2 separate regions of the Macaca mulatta genome follow, and region 2 is linked to region 1. Evidence: chromatin contacts called from public Hi-C data. All regions are on one chromosome and are shown on one strand. The core of a region is the stretch at or near the end of the contact, and the rest is flanking DNA. Distances in the headings are between cores, read along the strand shown. Region 1 holds the start of SOCS1 (suppressor of cytokine signaling 1). Region 2 has its middle 27 kb from the start of ZC3H7A.

Region 1 (4,964 bases), core at 970-3,469:
GGCCCAAGTGTTGTCTCTGACAGGAATGGCCATTGGCAGATTTACTCAGTTTTCCCTTCTGTAGAATGGGGATAAGAGCCCGTGCCTCACAGGGTTATGCCTCTCTCTATAGGATTAAGTAAATTTAAGCATGCAAAGCACAGAATTAGGTCTGGCACAGACAAAGTGCTCAAACGGGAGCTGCTGTCTTACTGGACACACGCCAAAACTAGACCAACCGTTTCTCTCCCTGGAGAGTTGTGGGTGGAACCCTGAGGGATGCCCAGCCACAGAGCAGGCCCGGTACACCACCTGCAGCCCAGCAGGTCAGCCTTAGGACCCTCTCCCCTGGACCTGTTCAGAACCAAGTTAAACTTTTGGCCAAAGCACACGTTCTAGAAACCTTTTTTTTTTTTTTTTTTTAGAAAAAAACTTTCATAATAAAGTTTATTACCTAAACTGGCTTTAAAAAATATAAAATAGGATTCTGCACAGCAGAAAAATAAAGCCAGAGACCCTCCCCCAACCCCTGGTTTGTGCAAAGATACTGGGTATATGTAAACATGAAGAGGTAGGAGGTGCGAGTTCAGGTCCTGGCCCCAGATACAGTTAAGTTAAGCTGCTACAACAACCAGGGGGACCCCGAGGGAGCACCAGGAGGGGGAGAACCCCCTCAAGAGGTGAGAAGGGGTCTGCAGCCTCGTCTCCAGGCCTCGTCTCCAGCCGAGGGCGGGAGGCGCCTTGCCCCTACACCCACCCGCTCCCTCCAACCCAGGCAGGGGAAAGGTACCCACCCCGTAGCTCCAGGCAAATAACAGAAAATAACACGGCACCCCAGTTAATGCTGCGTGCACGGCGGGCGCGGCCGGTCAGATCTGGAAGGGGAAGGAGCTCAAATAGTCGCGGAGGACGGGGTTGAGGGGGATGCGCGCCAGGTTCTCGCGGCCCACGGTGGCCACGATGCGCTGGCGGCACAGCTCCTGAAGCGGCCGGACGCGGCGCTGGCGCAGCGGGGTCCCCAGCATGCGACGCGGCGCCGCCACGTAGTGCTCCAGCAACTCGAAGAGGCAGTCGAAGCTCTCGCGGCTGCCGTCCAGGTGGAAGCGGCCGGCCTGGAAGTGCACGCGGATGCTCGTGGGGCCCGAGGCCATCTTCACGCTGAGGGCGAAGAAGCAGTTCCGCTGGCGGCTGTCGCGCACCAGGAAGGTGCCCACGGGCTCGGCGCGCAGCCGCTCGTGTGCTCCGTGCACGCTCAGGGGCCCCCAGTAGAAGCCGCAGGCGTCGAGAAGCGCGCTGGCGCGCGTGATGCGCCGGTAATCGGCGTGCGAACGGAACGTGCGGAAGTGCGTGTCGCCGGGGGCCGGGGCCGGGGCCGGGACCGCCGGGCACGGCCGCGGGCGCGCTGGGGCCGCGGGCGAGGAGGAGGAAGAGGAGGAAGGCTCTGGCCGCCGTCGGGGCTCTGCTGCTGTGGAGACTGCATTGTCGGCTGCCACCTGGTTGTGTGCTACCATCCTACAGGAGGGGCCAGCCGGAGGGGTGGGCCATAGCGTCCGGGGGTGCGCTGCGGGGGAGACAAGGCGGTGAGCTGGGGCGCTGCGGGACCGGGCAGGTGAGCGCCCGCCGGGCAACTAGGGAGGGCGGCGCTCCCGGTGGATCCGGCCCTAGGGGGCGAGCGCGGAGCACCAAGTCCGCGCGGCACCGTTCAGCCTCAGTGGGCACAGCTAGAAAATGGGCTCTGTACTCCGCGGAACTCTTCCCGGCGGGTGGGGGCTCGGTGGAGGCGGAGTCCGGCCTCCAGGCAGCACCGAGAGGGGGGCGTGGAGAGCAGCCGGCTCCGGCTCCAGCCGTCCGGCCCCGGCTCGCCGCCCCGCGCCCGCCGCCTGCTGGCGAGGCTAGGACCCGCGCCTGGTCCGGGAGATTTGGGCTAGGACCAGAGAAAGGCTGTGCTGTGGGAGACCCGCGCGCGGGGGGCTGCCTGGGTGGGGCCGGCGGGGGCAAGGGGCGTGCCAGTCGCGACCCCATCCTGCAGCCCCCGAGGCCCGCCCGACTCCTGGCTGCCCTGGACTCCCCTTCCTCCTCCCTCCCGCCTCCTCGCCCAGGGCCCGGCTCACCTGGCGGCGGGGCGCGGGGCGCCGCGGGCGGGGCAGCGGGGGGCTCCGGGACGCTCCGGGGCGGCTCTCGCGCATGCTCCGGGACCAGGAGCCGTGCAGCTGCCACGGCCGCAGCTCACTGTGCTCGGCGCCCGCCCCTGCGCCAGTCTTTTAAACCAGCTGGGAGGCGGGGCTAGCGACGGCGGGAGGCCCCGCCCCCCGCAGGCCCCGCCCCCAGCTCCACTTTCGGTTTCTCTTTGTGCCGTGGCGTCCGGCGGGGACCGCTCGGGCCGTCTGCACCCCTCCTCTGGACCCTCTCGCGGGGCCCTCTGCCCGCCTGTTCGCACCTGCCCCAGCACCCGTCCCTCGAGGGCCCCTGGCCCCGACCCTGCGCCTTCTGGCCACTTCTCGGACGCCTCTTTCGGACTTGGCGACCCCGCTTTTGCCCCGCTACCTCGGGTTCCACTTTCTGCCGCCAGGCCCTATTGGGACGCTCCCTGACACACCCTCCTCCACCCCAGGTGTCTCCACACCCGCCGGGGACAGAGCCCTGTCCTCTCCTCCCTTGCAGCCAGATCCCCCCAGGAGACCACAGAACCTGTCCCCAACCCTGAGCCTGACGCCACCCCTAGACCCCTTCCTAGCCCCTGCTTCAGCCGCCATCGACTCCCTCAGTCGCCCTCCCTCCTGTCCCGAAGCCCTGCCGGCCGCTGCCTCTGGTCTTGGCTCGGGCTTCCCGGGAAGCAGCGGCCTGACCACAAGCTTCAGAGGAACCCTGGTGGCGCGGGCGCCTCCACCCCGGCCCAGTTCCTCGGAAACTGGGCGGGGCCGGGCAAGGTCCCTGGTGGCCTCGACTGCCCTCCCTGCACTCCCACTACCCGGCAGCGGAAGAAACTGAGGCCAGGGAGGGGCTGGGATTTGCAATGGCTTGCAGATAGGGAGCTCTGGACCTGGATCCCGCCTTCCCCGTCTTCATTTTGGGGAGAGGAGCAGCTGGACGACATCAGATTGGAACCCAGTGAAGAAATGGTGCATTCTCAGACGTGATGAATCCCAAAACCTGGTTTCCTATCCCTCATCTCCCTCGACCCCTTCCTCATAGATTTCCCCTTCCTACTGCTCCGTCAAGCATCTGCCCTTCAAAGACTGCCTTCCCACCACACACACACCCGGAGCTTGGGATGGTGAGCGGTCGGTGGTCAGGGCTGTCTTTTGCACGTTTTGGTGATTTAGTGATTCCCATTGTCGTGCGAGGCCATGGAGTAGGTGCCTGGCTGCTCCGTGTATTTTTGAATGAAGGCATGTGGGGAGCCCCAGCATCACAAGGGGCCACACAAAAGCCTGGGTAGGCTGGGGACTTGGTGACTGGTCTCACACTGGGGCACACTGCCCTCTACAGACAGCTCTCAGGTGACAGCCCAGACAGCTTCTCCCCTGGAAGTCCTGGTGGCTGGTCCTTCTTCCCGCCTCCTTGGCCCCAGGATGCCTTCTTCCCCAGGCAGAGCCTAGGTCTTTATTCACCTCCTGAGCACAGGGGGTGACCCAGAATCAGCCTGGCTTAGCACCCCATCAATACCCTGAATCTGCGTTTGGCCAGGGCTAGTGGTGGTCATTGATGTAGCCTCCTAGGTTGTGCGTGTGTAAGAGGTAAGAGAAGATGCAGAGCTTTGCCTGCACCAGAGGTCAGGTGTGTGATCATTCGAGAGATGTCCACTGAACATCTGCTGGGGGCCACACTCTGCGGTGGGTAATGGAATTACAAGGAGACCTAGCTCCAACTCTGCACCTTTCTATTCTTGTGACCTTGAGCGTGTGATTAATCTCTCTGCCATGGTTTCTTTATCTGTGAAATGGGGATAATAATAGTACCTCTAGCAGGGCACAGTAGCTCATGCCTATAATCGCAGCACTTGGGAGGCCAAGACAGGAGGATTGCTTGAGCCCAGGAGTTTGAGAACAAGCCTGGGCAACAAAGTGAGACCCCCTTCTCTACAAAAAAAAAAAAAAAAAAAAGTACAAAAATCAGCCAGGCATAGTGGCTTGTACCTGTAGTCCCAGCTACTTGGGAGGCTGAGGCAGGAGGATTGCTTGAGCCCAAGAGGTCGAGGCTGCAGTGAGCCATAATTTCATCACTGCACTCCAGCCTGGGCAACAGAGTAAGACCCTGTCTCAAAAAGAAAAACACAACACTACCTCCCTCCTGGGGTTGTGTGGGAATTAAATGAGTGAATACGGGGTCAGGTGCTTAAAACAACCCATAGCGTATAATCAGCACTCGGTAGATGTTTGCTGCTGTTGTTCATCCGAGTGTGCCTGTGGGTGTGGCTGTGTGTTGGAGCCCACAGACACATGGCTTCAACCCCTGTGTCCATTTTTTCAAAGAGATGGAGTGTTGCTGTGTTGCTCAGGCTGGAGTGTAGTGATAGGATCGAGGAGGCACTATAGCCTCGACCTCCTGGGCTCAAGAGATTCTCCCATCTCAGCCTCCTGAGTAGCTGAGACTACAGGCACATGCCACCACACCTGGCTAATTTTTTAAATTTTTTGTAGAGATGGGGTCTCACTACATTGCCCAGGCTGGTCTTGAACTCCTATCCTTAAGTGACCCTCCTGCCCTGGCCTCCCAAAGCACTGCCTTATAACCCCTAGTCCAGGGACCACAGGCCCGGGAAGGCACAGCAAGGGAGCAGGGAAGCTTCTAAGGGTACACTCAGCACACGTGGGTTCTCCTCACTGCCACCAGTGACAGACAGCTTTGGTTTCATTTTCTAAGTCCTGTGTTCAAAATGAAACCAAATCCAGATGCTGAAAGAGAAAAAGAAATCTGCTGATTGACAAGCATCCGCCTTGTGGGCTGTTCTCCCTGGAGGGCTGGGCACCAGACTCACAGGAAGC
Region 2 (5,542 bases), core at 2,594-5,093, 550 kb after region 1:
GGGGGCCCTAAGCAAGTATCTTTCAGAGCCTTGAGTTCATCTTTAAATGCGGATAACGATCCTCCTGGCACAGTGATGATTAAATAACATATATAAACCACCTGGCACAGTGACTGTTCAATAAACAGCAGATCCTTTTTTTTTTTTATCACCTAGAGTTCAGTGGCAAGATCACAGCTCACTGTAACCTCAGCCTCCCGGAGCTCAAGGAGTCCTCCCACCTCAGCCTTCTGAGTAGCTGGGACTACAGGCATGCACACCACCACACCTGTCTAATTTTTGTATTTTTTGGTAGAGATGGGGTTTTACCATGTTGCCTAGGCTGGTCTCGAACTCCTGGGCTTAAGCAATCTGCCTACCTCAGCCTCCCGAAGTGCTGGGATTACAGGTGTGAGCCACCGTGCCCAGCATAGCAGTTATTATACCATGATGGAGTAATCTTTCCAGCAGGAATCTTTGGGGTGGGAAGGGATATTTGCACATGCACATACCCCATCCCCAGGAGATTGTGAAGCATGCTCCCCAGTCCACCCTGGGAGTGACTGCCTTGGAAAAAACTGTTCCTGAGGGGCAGGATGGCGGGTCACAAATCCCTCAGGTGCACTGAGGTGGAAAAATGGTCAAGAGTCTCTGCCTTAAAAATGGAGCTTAGGAGATAAAACCCACCATCTAGGGGCCATTATCACCATGTTACCTACTGAAATGAGCTGACCACAGGACCAACCTCATATAAGAACAGATAACAAAAATGACCTGTTTGCAAATATTACAGACCTGTACGAGAAAAGAAGCACCTTCCGATTTCTAGCACTTAAAATATGAAAGAAACATTTAGGAAAACATTTAGAGAAGAAACATTTAATACTCAAAATGTGCTCCATGTTTGCCAAATTGCCCCAGGATACTCTGACCACATGCATTGAGTGTTGTCAGTACTCCTGGAAATCTGTGCTAGAATCTTAATGTGCACCATGCAAAGTTTAATATCACATTTCTGTTGAATAATCACTGTGAGGCCGGGTGCGTTGGCTCATGCCTGTACTCCCAACACTTTGGGAGGCTGAGGCGGGCGTATCACCTAAGGTCAAGAGTTCGAGACCAGCCTGACCAAAATGATGAAAACCTGTCTCTACTGAAAATACAAAATTAGCCAGGCGTGGTGACACATGTCTGTAATCCCAGCTACTCGGGAGGCTGAGACAGGAGAATCACTTGAACCCAGGAGGCAGAGGTCACAGTGAGCCAAGATCACGCCTTTGTACTTCAGCCCGGGCAAGAAGAGCAAAACTGTGTCTCAAAAAAAAAAAAAAAAAAAATTAAATAAAAAAAAAATTAAACATGCTCTTTGACGATTCCCCAAGATGTGGATTTGGGAAATGCATTACAGAATAGAAAGGAGCAAAAACACAGATTAAGGGAACCTGATATGCTGGGATACAGGGTCCAGGACCTTTGTCATTCAATATGTGAAAATATCAGGATGTGGCCGGGCGCAGTGGCTCAAGCCTGTAATCCCAGCACTTTGGGAGGCCGAGACGGGCGGATCACGAGGTCAGGAGATCGAGACCATCCTGGCTAACACGGTGAAACCCTGTCTCTACTAAAAAATACAAAAAACTAGCCGGGCGAGGTGGCGGGCGCCTGTAGTCCCAGCTACTCGGGAGGCTGAGGCAGGAGAATGGCGTGAACCCGGGAGGCGGAGCTTGCAGTGAGCTGAGATCCGGCCACTGCACTCCAGCCTGGGCGACAGAGTGAGACTCCGTCTCAAAAAAAAAAAAAAAAAAAAAAAAAGAAAATATCAGGATGTGCAAGTGAGAAACTACTTAAAACCTTAAAATCAGAAGATCACTCCCCACCGACACCACAGATTAGAAGATAAGAATCACCTCAAAGGAAGCTGCTGTCGAGCTCCTTTAATTCAACTAACCAACAATATTATGCAACTGCTTTTTAAAATTTATTTATTTATTTATTTATTTTTTTTTTTTTTTTGAGGCGGAGTCTTGCTCTGTCGCCCAGGCTGGAGTACAGCAGCGCCATCTCGGCTCACTACAAGCTCCGCCTCCCGGGTTCACGCCATTCTCCTGCCTCAGCCTCCCGAGTAGCTGGGACTACAGGCGCCCGCCACCTTGCCCGGCTAATCTTTTGTATTTTCAGTAGAGACGGGGTTTCACTGTGTTAGCCAGGATGGTCTCGATCTCCTAACCTCGTGATCTACCCGCCTCGGCCTCCCAAAGCGCTGGGATTACCGGCATGAGCCACCCCACCCGGCCAGCAACTGCTTTTTTTTAAAAAAACATGTTCAAGGATCATACATTTTACTCAGATTTTTATATCATTTGGCAGGGAGCCAAGGCATATTAGGAAATTCACAGAAACCATAAACATAAAAAAATGTGTAAGTCCTCAGTTCAGTAACCACACAAATATTTCCAAGAACACATCCAAAGCCACTTTCCCTTCTGCAAAGCTGTTATAAAATGTACTTAGCACCAGGCACGTGGCCCATGCCTGTAATCCCAGCACTTTGGGAGGCCGAGGCGGGTGGATCACGAGGTCAGGAGTTCAAGACCAGCCTGACCAAGATGGTGAAACCCCGTCTCTACTAAAAATACAAAAATTAGCCAGGTGTGGTGGTGTGTGCCTGTAATCCCAGCTACTGAGGAGGCTGAGGCAGGAGAATCACTTAAACCCGGGAGGCGGAGGTTGCAGTGAGGCGAGATCACGCCACTGCATCCCAGCTTGGGCAACAGAGCAAGACTGTCTCAAAAAAAGATAATAAAATATGCTAATTTATCCACAAAATGTATGACAGTAGTTTGGCAACTTTTTTGCTGGAGGGTGTCAAAATCTAGCAATAAAGTTGCTCTAACCAGATTCAAACTAGAATATTATAGATCAAATCTAACCACTCAAATCTTGCCCAAGTCTTAGTGATTCAAATACCCTTTGGGTGCCAGTTCCCTTTCAGCACTCACTGGTATTTTCTTTCAAGGAATTATGAGTGTATATGTCAAGAATTTTTTGTCTGGGCGTGGTGGCTCACGCCTGTAATCCCAGCAGTTTGGGAGGCCAAGGCAAGTGGGTCACCTGAGGTCAGGAGTTGGAGACCAGCCCACCCAACATGGTGAAACACTGTCTCTACTAAAAATACAAAAAATTAGCTGAGCATGGTGGCAGGCACCTGTAATCCCAGCTACCAGGGAGGCTGAGGCAGGAGAATCAATCGAACCCAGAAAGCAGAGGTTGCAGTGAGCTGAGATGGTACCACTGTACTCCAGCCTGGGCAACAGAGCAAGACTCTGTCTCAAAACAAACAAACAAAAGAATTTGTTAGTTGTAAGAGACTGTTAAGTAGTGAACCCTAATTTAAAAAGGCTAAGGGGGCCGGATGCGGTGGCTCACACCTGTAATCCCAGCACTTTGGGAGGTCGAGGCAGGCGGATCACAAGGTCAGGAGATCGAGACCATCCTGGCTAACACGGTGAAACTCCATCTCTACTTTAAAAAATACAAAAAAATTAGCCGGGCATGGTGGCGGGCGCCTGTAGTCCCAGCTACTCAGGAGGCTGAGGCAGGAGAATGGCGTGAACCCAGGAGGCGGAGCTTGCAGTGAGCAGAGATCGCACCACTGCACTCCAGCCTGGGCAACAGAGCGAGACTCCCTCTCAAAAAATAAATAAATAAAAAATAAAAAATAAAATAAAAAGGCTAAGGGGAAGAAAGGAAATTTATGAGCTCACAGAACTTAATTGTCCAGGTAAGGTTCGTGTCAGTATCATCAGAAACTCAGGCACGCACTCTCCTTCTGTCAGTTCTGCTTTCCATTCTCAGGCAGACCCACCCCTTGGGGCAATGTAACTGCCAGCAGTTCCAGGCTTAGGTGGTATTTTCTCAGCAACTTACACAAAGCCTGGCTCTTACAAACATTTCCATAAAACCTGGACCTGACTCATTGGCCAGAACTGTGTCACACTGTCACCAGTGGAGGGTGTCCAGGTTCTTGACATTTGAACAAAGAATTGGACGACACGCACAAAGCAATGAAAGAAAAGCACAGATTTATTGAAACGAAAGTAACACTGCACAGAGTAGGGAGCAAGTTAGAGGAAGTGACTCAAGAACACTGGTTACAGAATTTTCTGGGGTTTAAATACCCTTCAGAGGTTTCCCATTGGTTATTTGGGGTATACATTATGTAAATGAAGAGGATAAGTGAAGCTACAAAGCTATTTACTTGGCATACACCCTATGCAAATGAAGAGGATGTTTCCTGCCATAGCTGAAGTGAAGTTACCTCATCTCTACTAAAAATACAAAAATTAGCTGAAGTGGTAGCGGGCATCTGTAATCCCAGCTACTTAAGAGGCTGAGGCAGGAGAATCGCTTGAATCCAGGAGGCAGAAGTTGCAGTGAGCCGAGATCAGGCCACTGAACTCCATCTAGAACAAAAAGCAAAAAACAAAAAAGGACAGTTAATTGGGGGGTTTTCCCTTTTATTTCATTCTAGGAAGTTTGTTTGTTTGTTTATTGAGACAGAGTCTCACTTTGTTGCCCAGGCTATAGTGCAGTGGTAGGCTCTTGGCTCACTGCAGCCTCTGCCTCCCAGGTTCAAGCAATTTTCCTGCCTCAGCCTCCCAAGTAGCTGGGATTACAGGTGCTCACCACCATACCAAGCTAATTTTTCTATTTTTAATAGAGATGGAGTTTCACCATGTTGGCCAGGGTGGCCTCGAACTCCTGACCTCAGGTGATCCACCCACCTCGGCCTCCCAAAGTGCTGGGATTACAGGTGTGACAGCCACCACGCTCAGCCGAGTTCTAGAAAGTTTTTAGGTTCCCTGCCTCCAGACCCCATTCTCCTGCCTCAACATGACCATCCTGAATCAATCATCCAGGCAGGGCAGGTTATACAGTTTTGTTGTAAACAGTTATGTTAAGGCCGGGTGTGGTGGCTCACATCTGTAATCCCAGCACTTGGGAGGCCGGAGTGGGCAGATCACTTGAGGCCAGAAATTCCAGACTAGCTTGGCCAACATGGTGAAACCCCATCTCTACCAAAAATACAAAAATTACCCAGATGTGGTGGCATGCACCTATAACCTCAGCTACTCAGGAGGCTGAAATAGGAGAATCGCTTGAACCCAGGAGGCAGAGGTTGCAGTGAGCTGAGATTGGCCACTGCATTCCAGCCTGGGCAACAGAGCCAGACTCTGGACAAAAAAAAAAAAAAAAAAAAAAAAAAAAAAAAAAAAAGAACAATGCTCCTTGATAGGTGCTGTTCTACAACACAGAGACTAAGGGGAATTGAAAGATAATCCTCAAAGATTTCCAAATGTTGGCTGCGTGCAGTGGCTCACGCCTGTAATTCCAGCACTTTGGGAGGCCGAGGTGGGCAGATCACCTGAGGTCAGGAGTTCGAGACCAACCTGGCCAACATGGTAAAACCCCGTCTCTACTAAAAATTCAAAAATTAGCCGGGCATGGTGTCTTGCCTCTCTTGTCCCAGCTAGTCAGGAGGCTGAGGTGGGAGAATCGCTTG

The links. A called contact is a pair of places that touch in the nucleus more often than the background predicts.
Region 2: a Hi-C map of CD4 T cells shows a contact between it and region 1, with 5 times the contacts expected there. The contact joins the enhancer-like site here to the promoter of SOCS1 in region 1. A contact is called at or near these places in 3 of 14 Hi-C or Micro-C datasets (CD4 T cells, fetal cortex germinal zone and liver).

Annotation. Positions count from the first base shown.
Region 1 is chr20:12,409,802-12,414,765 of T2T-MMU8v2.0, forward strand. It overlaps SOCS1 (suppressor of cytokine signaling 1), which reads right to left and starts at 2,220. Exons shown (of 2, transcript XM_001104595.5): 1 at 2,091-2,220; 2 at 465-1,540. The coding sequence starts at 1,490. The coding sequence ends at 849.
Region 2 is chr20:12,954,803-12,960,344 of T2T-MMU8v2.0, forward strand. No RefSeq gene overlaps it. Among named protein-coding and RNA genes, the nearest start is that of ZC3H7A, 27 kb to the left of the region's middle. Within about 2 kb of position 3,844, at least 13 of the 40 cell types and tissues checked have an H3K27ac peak or open chromatin away from gene starts, as enhancers often do. A contact at or near this core is called in CD4 T cells, where this site is marked.